2 separate regions of the Macaca mulatta genome follow, and region 2 is linked to region 1. A link is a contact called in public Hi-C data. All regions are on one chromosome and are shown on one strand. Each heading gives the region's core, a stretch centred on a gene start, on an enhancer-like site or on the middle of the called end of the contact. The rest is flanking DNA. Distances are from core to core; before and after follow the strand shown.

Region 1 (4,304 bases), core at 1,468-3,967:
AAAATATAAAAATTAGCTGGGTGTGGTGGCGGGCGCCTGTAGTCCCAGCTACTCGGGAGGCTGAGGCAGGAGAATCGCTTGAACCCAGGAGGCAGAGGTTGCATTGAGCCGAGGTCATGCCATTGCACTCTAGCCTGGGCAACAGAGCGAGACACCATCTCAAAAAACAAAAAACAAAAAAGGTTAGTAACGTATCCAAGTAGTGATCCCTTATCCTTGGGCAATACATTCCAAGATCCTCAGTGGATGCCCGAAACCTCAGGTAGTGCTGAACACCTACTGTGTTTCTTCAATCTGATAACTCTGAGGCCTGTAAGTGACTAACAGGTGGTAACATTTACAGCGTGGGGAAGATTCACATCCAGAGTGGGATAGAGAGGAAGGGCAAGAGATTTCATCACGCTATTCAGAATGGCATGCAATTTAAAACTTACGAATTGTTTATTTCTGGAATTTTCCATTTAATATTTTTTTGGACCTTGGTTGGCTGAAGGTAACTAAAACCTCAGGTAAGAGGAGACTACTGTAGACCGATGGAACAGAACAGAGAATCTAGCTACGTGCAGTGGCTAATGCCTATAATCCCAGCACTTTGGAAGGCTGAGGCAGGCAGATACCTTGAGTCCAGGAGTTCGAGACCAGCCTGGGCAACATGGCGAAACCCTGTCTCTACAAAAAAAAAAAAAAAAAAAAAAGAATTAGCTGGGTATAGTGGCACACCCCTGTGGTCTCAGCTACTTTGGCGGCTGAGGAGGGAGAATCCCTTGACCCTGGGAGGTGGAGGTTGCAATGAGCTGAGATGGCACCACTGCACTCCAGCCTGGACGACAGAGAGAGACCCTGTATCAAAAATAAACAAATACATAAATAATTTTTTGATGCTTAAACTTTTACTTTTCTTATTTATGTCTTTAATCTATATGGAATTCATATTTTGTATATGATGTGTATGTAATAGGGGTCTAATTTCATTTCTTTTCCTAATGGCTAATTGAATTTCTTAGCACAATTTACCAAACAGTCCATGATACTGCCTCCTTCTATCTCCACAAACACAGTGCTTCCTCTGACGTACAGCATCTTTAGATGTGTGGGTCAGTTTCTGGCCTATTTCATGTTCCATTTGTCTGTCTTTAGGCCGATATCGGGGGCTGTCATATATTCCCATCTCACGCTTCTTCAGGAGCAACTTGGTCATCCCATATCAGTGTTCATACAGGTGTTCACTGTAAAATTATTTCAATATTTCTGGAGAAAAAAGAGGTTGTGGCTCATCTGACCCTTGCCCTTATATCACCATACAATTTTTTTTTTTTTTTTTTTTTTGAGACAGTCTCGCTCTGTTGCCCGGGCTGGAGTGCAGTGGCACCAACTCAGCTCACTGCAAGCTCCACCTCCCGGGTTCATGCCTCAGCCTCCCGAGTAGCTGGGACTACAGGTGCCCCCCACCATACCCGGCTAATTTTTTGTATTTTTAGTAGAGACGGGGTTTCGCCTTATTAGTCAGGATGGTCTCAATCTCCTGATCCCGTGATCCACCCACCTTGGCCTCCCAAAGTGCTGGGATTACAGGCGTGAGCCACCGCACCTGGCCCACCATACAATTTTTAAAGGCTCAGGTTTCAGATTGAGCCAGCTCCCAGCAGCCCCAACCCTTGGAGAAACGGACAATAGTGGGACAGTAGTTAGTAGTTAGGACAGTAGTTAGTAGTTAGGACAGTAGTGGGACTTCCACATTCCAGTAGACATTTGAGTTATTTGCTGGGGGTGAGGCAGGGTTGATTTTACACGGTCCTTATGTATGTATGTATATGTGTATGTATGTATGTACGTATGTATGTATGTATGTTGAGACGGAGTTTCACTCTTGTTGCCCAGGCTGGAGTTCAATGGCGCCGCAACTCCCCCTCCCGGGTTCAAGCGATTCTCTTGCTTCAGCCTTCTGAATAGCTGGGATTAGAGGCATGCACCACCACGCCCGGCTGATTTTGTATTTTTAGTAGAGATGGGGGCGTTTCTCCATGTTGATCAGGCTGGTCTCGAACTCCCGACCTCAGGTGATCTGCCTACCTCGGCCTCCCAAAGTGCTGGGATTACAGGTGTTAGCCACCGCGCCCGGCCTATGGTGCCCATTTCACAGATGAGGGAAGTGACCCAGCCTCTCAGTCCTACTGAGGCACTGGGTCCCTGCCTGCTTCATCTTGCCTTGGCCCCCAGCCCCTTTCCCCTGCCCCTTCATCTCCCCCGTCGGCTTCCCATGCCAGTCTCTGGTTCTCTGCCTCCTGCTGTTTAGTGGGGTCGAGACAGGGAGGACCGGGGAAGAGAGGGACGTGACTTGGCCCTGGCCACCCCGTGGGTCAGTGGGGCTGCCGCAGAATAAGGGCCTGCCACCAGGTCCCTTAGACATCCCTTGCTCCTGCCCTTCTCGGGCTCTGATCGTGTCTCTGCTCCCCCAGGTCGCCCTTTTCAACTATTTTCCTGTCTGCCCCGCTGACGCGTCCGCCGCCGGAACACCCCGCTGGCTGCGAGAACCTCCTCTCTCTGACTTCCCGCCTTCCTGCTGCGATCCCGGTTCCGCCCCTCTCCAGCACCCTCGGCCGCTAGCGCCTAAGCTCTCCGCGGCCACCAGGGGGCGCCCGCGGCCAAGTCTGGGCGCGGGAGACGCCAAGCGCCCACCCCGTTCCTCCTGGTGCCCCTCCCCGTCCGGCCGCGGCCCCGCCCCTCCCGGCTCCCCGCCCCGTCCGGCAGCGGCCTCTCTCCCTCCGATCCCCCCGCGCCCGGGACCCCCGGCCCCACTGTTGCGCCAACTCGTCGGGTCGGGCCATGGGCCCTGCCGCTCGCCCCGCGCTGAGATCGCCGCCGCCGCCGCCTCCGCCGCCGCCCCCGTCGCCGCTGCTGCTGCTGCTGCCCCTGCTGCCGCTGTGGCTGGGCCTGGCGGGGCCCGGGGCCGCGGCGGACGGCAGCGAGCCGGCGGCCGGGGCGGGGCGGGGCGGAGCCCGCGCCGTGCGGGTGGACGTGAGACTGCCGCGCCAGGACGCTCTGGTCCTGGAGGGCGTCAGGATCGGCTCGGAAGCCGACCCGGCGCCCCTGCTGGGCGGTCGCCTGCTGCTGGTGAGCGCTGCTGAGCCTTCTGGCCGCATCACTAAACCCCTCTCCCAACCCTCCCTAGAGACCCCGCACCCAGAAGCGACGTTCATCCTCCACCAAGCCCTGACAGTCCAGCGCCCCTCCCCAGGCTCCCCAGGCACCCAGCATTCAGGCTTCCCAAACCTGAGAGCCAGATGCTCTCCGAACTCTGGCCTTGCATCCACTGTGATGACCCCGGCTCCCTCCTCCCCAACACCCTGCCTCCCGCTGCTCATGGCCCCTTGCCACACAGATGGACATCGTGGATGCCGAGCAGGAGGCGCCGGTGGAAGGCTGGATTGCAGTGGCATACGTGGGCAAGGAGCAGGTGGCCCAGTTCCACCAGGAGAATAAGGGCAGTGGCCCGCAGGCCTATCCCAAGGCCCTGGTCCAGCAGGTGCAGGGGATGTCTAGGGGGGAGGGGCTGGAGGAAGGGATTCCAAGGCATCTGCTAGAGCCAGGCCCTCCTTAGATGGGCCCTTAAGAGCTTGCAGAGAAGCTCTAGGCCTGGGTGGGTCACGGCACCCCAGTTTGAAGAATGGAGTCAGTACGGCTCCGAAGCAGGGAGGTGAGAAGAGGCCAGAGAGAGGTTGGGAAGCTTGACCAAGCTCTGAGAGTATGGGATGCGGGGGGAGCTGCTGCTAGCAGCCACTGTGGGGACTGCCCTGCTAGGACCCGGGAAGGCACAGCGCCTCTGGAAGGGAGGCAGGAGGAAGGAAGCAGTTTCCACCTTTGACTTCCAGGAGCTTATGGCTAGTCTGTCCAGAGTTTTGCTCACTGCAGGGCCAGGAACTAAGAGCAGCTGGGGCTGCAGGTGGTGAGACAGGTGTGCAGGCAGGGTATATGTTAGCCTCTTGCCTTCTATCCCTCTGCAGATGCGGCGGGCCCTCTTCCTGGGAGCCTCTGCCCTGCTTCTCCTCATCCTGAACCACAACGTGGTCCGAGAGGTAAATCAGACCAGGCGGTGAGGGTAAGCAAGCTGGGGAAAGGGAGACCCAGGCCTGCTGACTTCCTTGTCTCCCTGCAGCTGGACATATCCCAGCTTCTGCTTAGGCCAGTGATCGTCCTCCATTATTCCTCCAATGTCACCAAGCTGTTGGATGCACTGCTGCAGTGAGTTGGCATTTAGACTTCAAAGGACTGACCCTGGGTACAGAGAGCCCCTGGCTCTCCCATGG
Region 2 (4,803 bases), core at 1,982-4,481, 120 kb after region 1:
TTAGGAGTTCGACATCAGCCTGGACAACATAGCGAAACCCTGTCTCTACTAAAAATACAAAAATTAGCCGGGCATGGTGGCACATTCCTATAATCCTAGCCACTCAGGAGGCTGAGGCAGGAGAATCGCTTGAACCCAGGAGGCAGAGGTTATAGTGAGCTGAGATTGCGCCACTGCACTCCAGCCTAGGTGACAGACGTAGACTCTGTCTCAAAAAAAAAAAAAAAAAAGAGGTGATTAGGCCATGGACAAGCAGAAGGAAGACGAAGGGGAGATAGATACAGGGAGAGGCAGTCATGGACAAGTCAAGGAGAGAGGCCTTGGGAACGAGCGCTTGATTTCAGACTTCAGCCTCTAGAACTGTGAGAAAATAAATCTCTGTTATTTAAGCCCCCAGTCTGTGGTACTTTGTTATGGGAGCCCTCGCAATATAATCTACACGCTCTCCTTACCTTCAGTGACCCTGGGCCCTTGGCCCTGTGGCTGACACCCTCATAAGCTATGTGCAAAGAGTGGGGCCCTCATTTGAACGCCTTCTTTTCTGGGTGGGGTTTTTTTTTTTTTTTTTTTTGACAGGGCCTTGCTCTGTCATCCAGGCTGGAGTGCTGTGGCATGATCATGGCTCACTGCAGCCTCAACCTTCGGAGCTCAAGTGATCCTCCTGCCTCCACCTCCCTAGTAGCTGGGACTTCAGGTATGCACCACGATGTGCCGATAATTTATTTTTAAATTTTCTGTAAAGACACAGTCTCGAAGTCCTGGGCTCAAATGATCCACCTGCCTTGGCCTCCCAAAGTGCTGGGATTACAGGCATGAGCCACCATGCCTGGTCAAATGCCCCTCTCCTCTTAACAGTTTGTAGGTGACCTCAGACAAAGCAACCTCCTCTGTCTGTGCCATGAGGAGACAGCACGGCTTCCCAGGACCAAAGTGGGGATAGAATAAGATAAAGGCATGTGGCTGTTTCTCGCCAAGCATAGCGGTCGTTCAGCCGTAGCTGAGAATGCCCTGGAGCCCTCTGCTCAGATCTGGCGCTCCTTCCTTGAGCCAGTCCCTAAACTTCTCAGAGCTTCGGGCTCCTCACTGAAGTGAGCTGAGGCGTTTCTGCCCAGCAGCTCTCTCTCCCGTGGCTGTTGCAGGATGAGATTGGTGGCTGGGTGCTGTGGCTCATACTTGTAATCCCAGCACTTTGGGAGACCAAGGCAGGAGGATCATTTAAACCCAGGAGTTTATATCAGTCTGGGCAACATAGCGAGACCCCGTCTCTACAAAAAAATAAAAAAATTAGCTGGGCACAGTGACGCATGCCTGTGGTCTCAGCTACTCAGGAGACCGAGGCAGGGAGCCTTGCTTCAGCTTAGGAACTGGAGGCCACAGTGAGCTACGACAGCGCCACTGCACTCCAGCCTGGGTGACAGAGCAAGATCCTGCATTTAAAAAAGAGAAAAAAAGATGAGATCAGAGATGTGAAATGCAGAAGGATCCCCTCTTGGCGTGGCCCCAGGAAACGGCATTGTGGGGGTGGGCATGGAGATGAGGACTTTAGCGGAAGCGACATTCTCAGGATGAGAATCCAGAACTGGCCCCTGGGGGTGGCGAGGGGGAGTTATGAGGCCTGGTGTGGTGAGTCCCAGCCTGGGTTCCCAGGAGTGGGTAGGGGCTGAAGAGCAGCCTCCTGGGAGTGGGGTCGCCTATTTTTGCCTCTACTACGTCATCCTCAGACCTGGGAGTGGCTGGTGCAGCCTGGAACCAAATAAAGGCTTGTCGAATGAATGAATGAGTGATGGGGAGAATGGATGGCAACAGCCTTGGCGGTCACACTGGGCATCGGGAGCAGGCATGGACAGGGGTGCATCCAACCTCCTCCTTTCTGGCTGCCCCGGCTCTCCTTGCTCAGGTGCCCCAGACCCCATGCTCCCTCCAGCTGGAGCAGCTCAGGCCTCCCTGGCAGCCTCCAGGGGTCCCACCATGACTCCCCAGACTCCTGAGGGCCTCCTCCCACCCGGGGTTCCTTAGGGTGCAGGCCAAGGACCCTCCTCTGGGCCTGGGAGATGTACTGAAACCACCAGGCAGGGTCTATAGGCCTGGGCCGGCCTCTTGGCCTCCTTGTCTGCCTTCACCTGGGCCTCAGTTTACCCCACAGTAAAGTCGCAACTTGACTAGAGAGGCGCTGTTCCCAGGGCCCTTTCGCAGAGGACCAGCCTAAGATCACTATCTTTCAGAGAAAGTGAAACCTGGTCCCCAACCGTCAAGGCGGTAACTCCCCCTCCCGGCTTCCCCTCTGAGCTCACAGCTTCCCCATCTTCTCCTTCCCCCATCCCGCCCCCTTGACAGCTAATACTTGGAATCAGACCTTCATCTTTGCTTTTTCCTTCAAAGGTCTTTTCCTTTTATGTCCATGATGGCAGCAACCATGTGAGGGGGGCTGGGAAAGACTTTTCTCCTCATTTTATAGTTGGGGGTCTCTGAGGCCCAGAGAGGTTACGTGACTTGCCTCAGGTCATGCAGCACCTCAGCAGGCTTGAATGCTGGCCTCCTGTTTCTCTTGCTCCAAGTGTCCAGTTCTCCCCCGTGGAGCCTGTCTACAGAGACAGGGCCTGGCTTTGGGGAGTGGGCCTGGCAGAGGGTGCACAACGGGGCAAAGGAGACGGTCAGGAGCTGGGCTGGGGGATGCTGGTCCTGGGGCCTGAACCACAATCTCGGGGCTGCCAGCCTGCGTCTGGCTCTGTGCCCAGAGCCCGGTGGTTTCCGCTCGCAGATGTCTCAACAGCCCCGGCGAGAGGGCAGGAAGGGCACTCAAGAAGGAAGACGTCTCGCCCCCCTCAGCCCCCAACCACCATGTCCTGCGAGGCCAATGGCTCCTGGGCCGAGACTGGCCTGGGGCCTCCAGGGGCCCAACTTGAAGTCCCTCCTGCCCATCCCTGGCCCAGTTCCCCGAAGATGGCATGGACCCTCTTCCTCCCTGTTCACCCCAGGAAGGCTGAGGCTGCGGTTTACATCATCCTTGGGCGTAGGGCTGACCTCGAAGAACGAATTCGAAGAAAACAGGAGGAGGAGCGGGCATACACCGCGCCCAGCGCCCATTGGCCGCCTGTGGAAATTTTGGTTTTTGGGGTCATGTTCCCAGAAGGCCTGCCCTCCCCCCTCCCCATCCCCACCCACCTCATGAGGTGTTGGCCAATCGCCCCAGCGGGCATAAAGTGGCTGCCAGCCTGCAGGGCTCCCAGCCGAGAGGTGTCACCCCCAGCGGGCACGGGCCGGAGCACGGGCACCCAGCATGGGGGTACCGCTCACACGGAGGACGCTGCTCAGTAAGTACTTCCTTCCTCCCCGCCAGAACCCGCCTGCTGGGTCTGTCCACAGGCGCCGGTGGGGAGCAGAGGCACCCTCTGCCCTCTGGGACCTGGGGAGGCCGGGCGCCAGGCAGAAGGATGCTGAGAAGGGGAGAAAGCCAGAAGGTCAGGCAGAGAGAGCGGTCCACTGAGAACCTGGCATCTCCACAGGTAGGGAAGGGGCATCCCTGGAAGGCTTCCAGGGGGAGGTGATGTCGAGATGTAGAGGCAACTCTGGGAACCAGGGAGTGAGAGAAGAGGATGGGTGAAGAGGCTGGGCAGGAGAGGGAGGCTCAGAAGCTGGGCAGGGAAGTGGTGTGAGGTGTGGAGGGATTTTGGGGCCTCCAGCTTGCCCCGGATGAATAGAAAGTCAGCCGGCCCTGGGGGCCCCAGAGCCCACACAATCACACAGCACGCACAGCCACACCCACATGGCCACATGCACACAGAGCCATATGACGTCATCTACAGCCCTGCATCTCACCAGCCCAGGAACCCCCACATGCAGACCACAGTCCCCACGGTGAAGGGAGCAGATCTCCCTCATGCTGCACACAGACCCAGATGCACAGCCACACAGACACCCTAGTCCCACGTGCGCTGCCACACGCACAGGCCCCTGCCAGAGCCCAGCAGCAGATACCTGGGGAGGCGGCGAAAGTGCCCTGGGGTCGCTACGCCTGGGTGCCCGGCCCCTCGGCCCTCCCCAGCAGCCAGTCTTCCCCAAAGGGCCGGATGGTTCTTAGGACGGGAACGATGGTGTCACTGCCTTCCGGGCCATTGCGCCACAGGCCCCTTCCGACCACGTGGCTGCTGGTGCCCTGTTGGGGGTGGTGGAGAGCGGTAACTGTATCCACCCCCAACACCTCTGACAGGCTCACAGCATCCCTGGTGGGTCTGACAGAAGGAACCACTTATGGAGAGAGGAGGGAGGCATGAGAGGTCAGGGGAGAGCCCTGGCCTTTATGACCTGTGCAGGACCTTCTCCTGAGACTTGGTTTACCTGTCAGGAAAGTGGGAACATGGACTGGAAGGTCTCCCACATCTGTTCCAGGCTGTGCCTCTGGTTGAAAAGGCGGCCTCTCCTGGTTCTAGACAGAGCTGAGGGCACAAGCCACTCCCGGGCTGCCTGCCCTGAAGCCCTCTCAGGCCCATCTACCTGGATGGCCAGAGCAGCTGACAAGGCAGGGTCCTAGGCTGGTGGCCGGTCCTTAGCCCAATGGTCTTGCAGGGAGCCAGTCCCACCTTGCAGAGAGTCAGCTCCCGAGGTTAGAACGGTGCAGTAGGCAGGATTGGATCCAGTCGGGCGCTGCAGCCTTTGCTCAAAGACCTACTTGGTAAATCGCAGCCACTGTCTCAGTCCCTCCCACTGCTTGCTGTGTCAGGCCCTGGGCAGCGACTTACTGGGGAGATGATGGTGGCCTTGGTGGGCACACCTGTGCACACACCATGCCACACAGTGCCCAGCCCC

What was found. Hi-C and Micro-C count contacts between places; a contact is called where the count stands out from the background.
Region 2: a Hi-C map of fetal cortex germinal zone shows a contact between it and region 1, with 2.2 times the contacts expected there. The contact joins the promoter of OSM here to the promoter of RNF215 in region 1. A contact is called at or near these places in 5 of 14 Hi-C or Micro-C datasets (CD4 T cells, blood, fetal cortex germinal zone and 2 more).

What each region holds. Positions count from the first base shown.
Region 1 is chr10:21,157,250-21,161,553 of T2T-MMU8v2.0, forward strand. It overlaps RNF215 (ring finger protein 215), which reads left to right and starts at 2,718. Exons shown (of 9, transcript XR_013399340.1): 1 at 2,718-3,111; 2 at 3,380-3,523; 3 at 4,002-4,073; 4 at 4,154-4,239. It overlaps LOC144331820, which reads left to right. Exons shown (of 3, transcript XM_077950075.1): 3 at 2,457-2,740. The coding sequence ends at 2,604.
Region 2 is chr10:21,276,105-21,280,907 of T2T-MMU8v2.0, forward strand. OSM (oncostatin M) reads left to right here and starts at 3,232. Exons shown (of 3, transcript NM_001194474.3): 1 at 3,232-3,311. The coding sequence starts at 3,278. It overlaps LOC144331823 (a long non-coding RNA gene), which reads right to left and starts at 230. Exons shown (of 2, transcript XR_013399349.1): 1 at 1-230.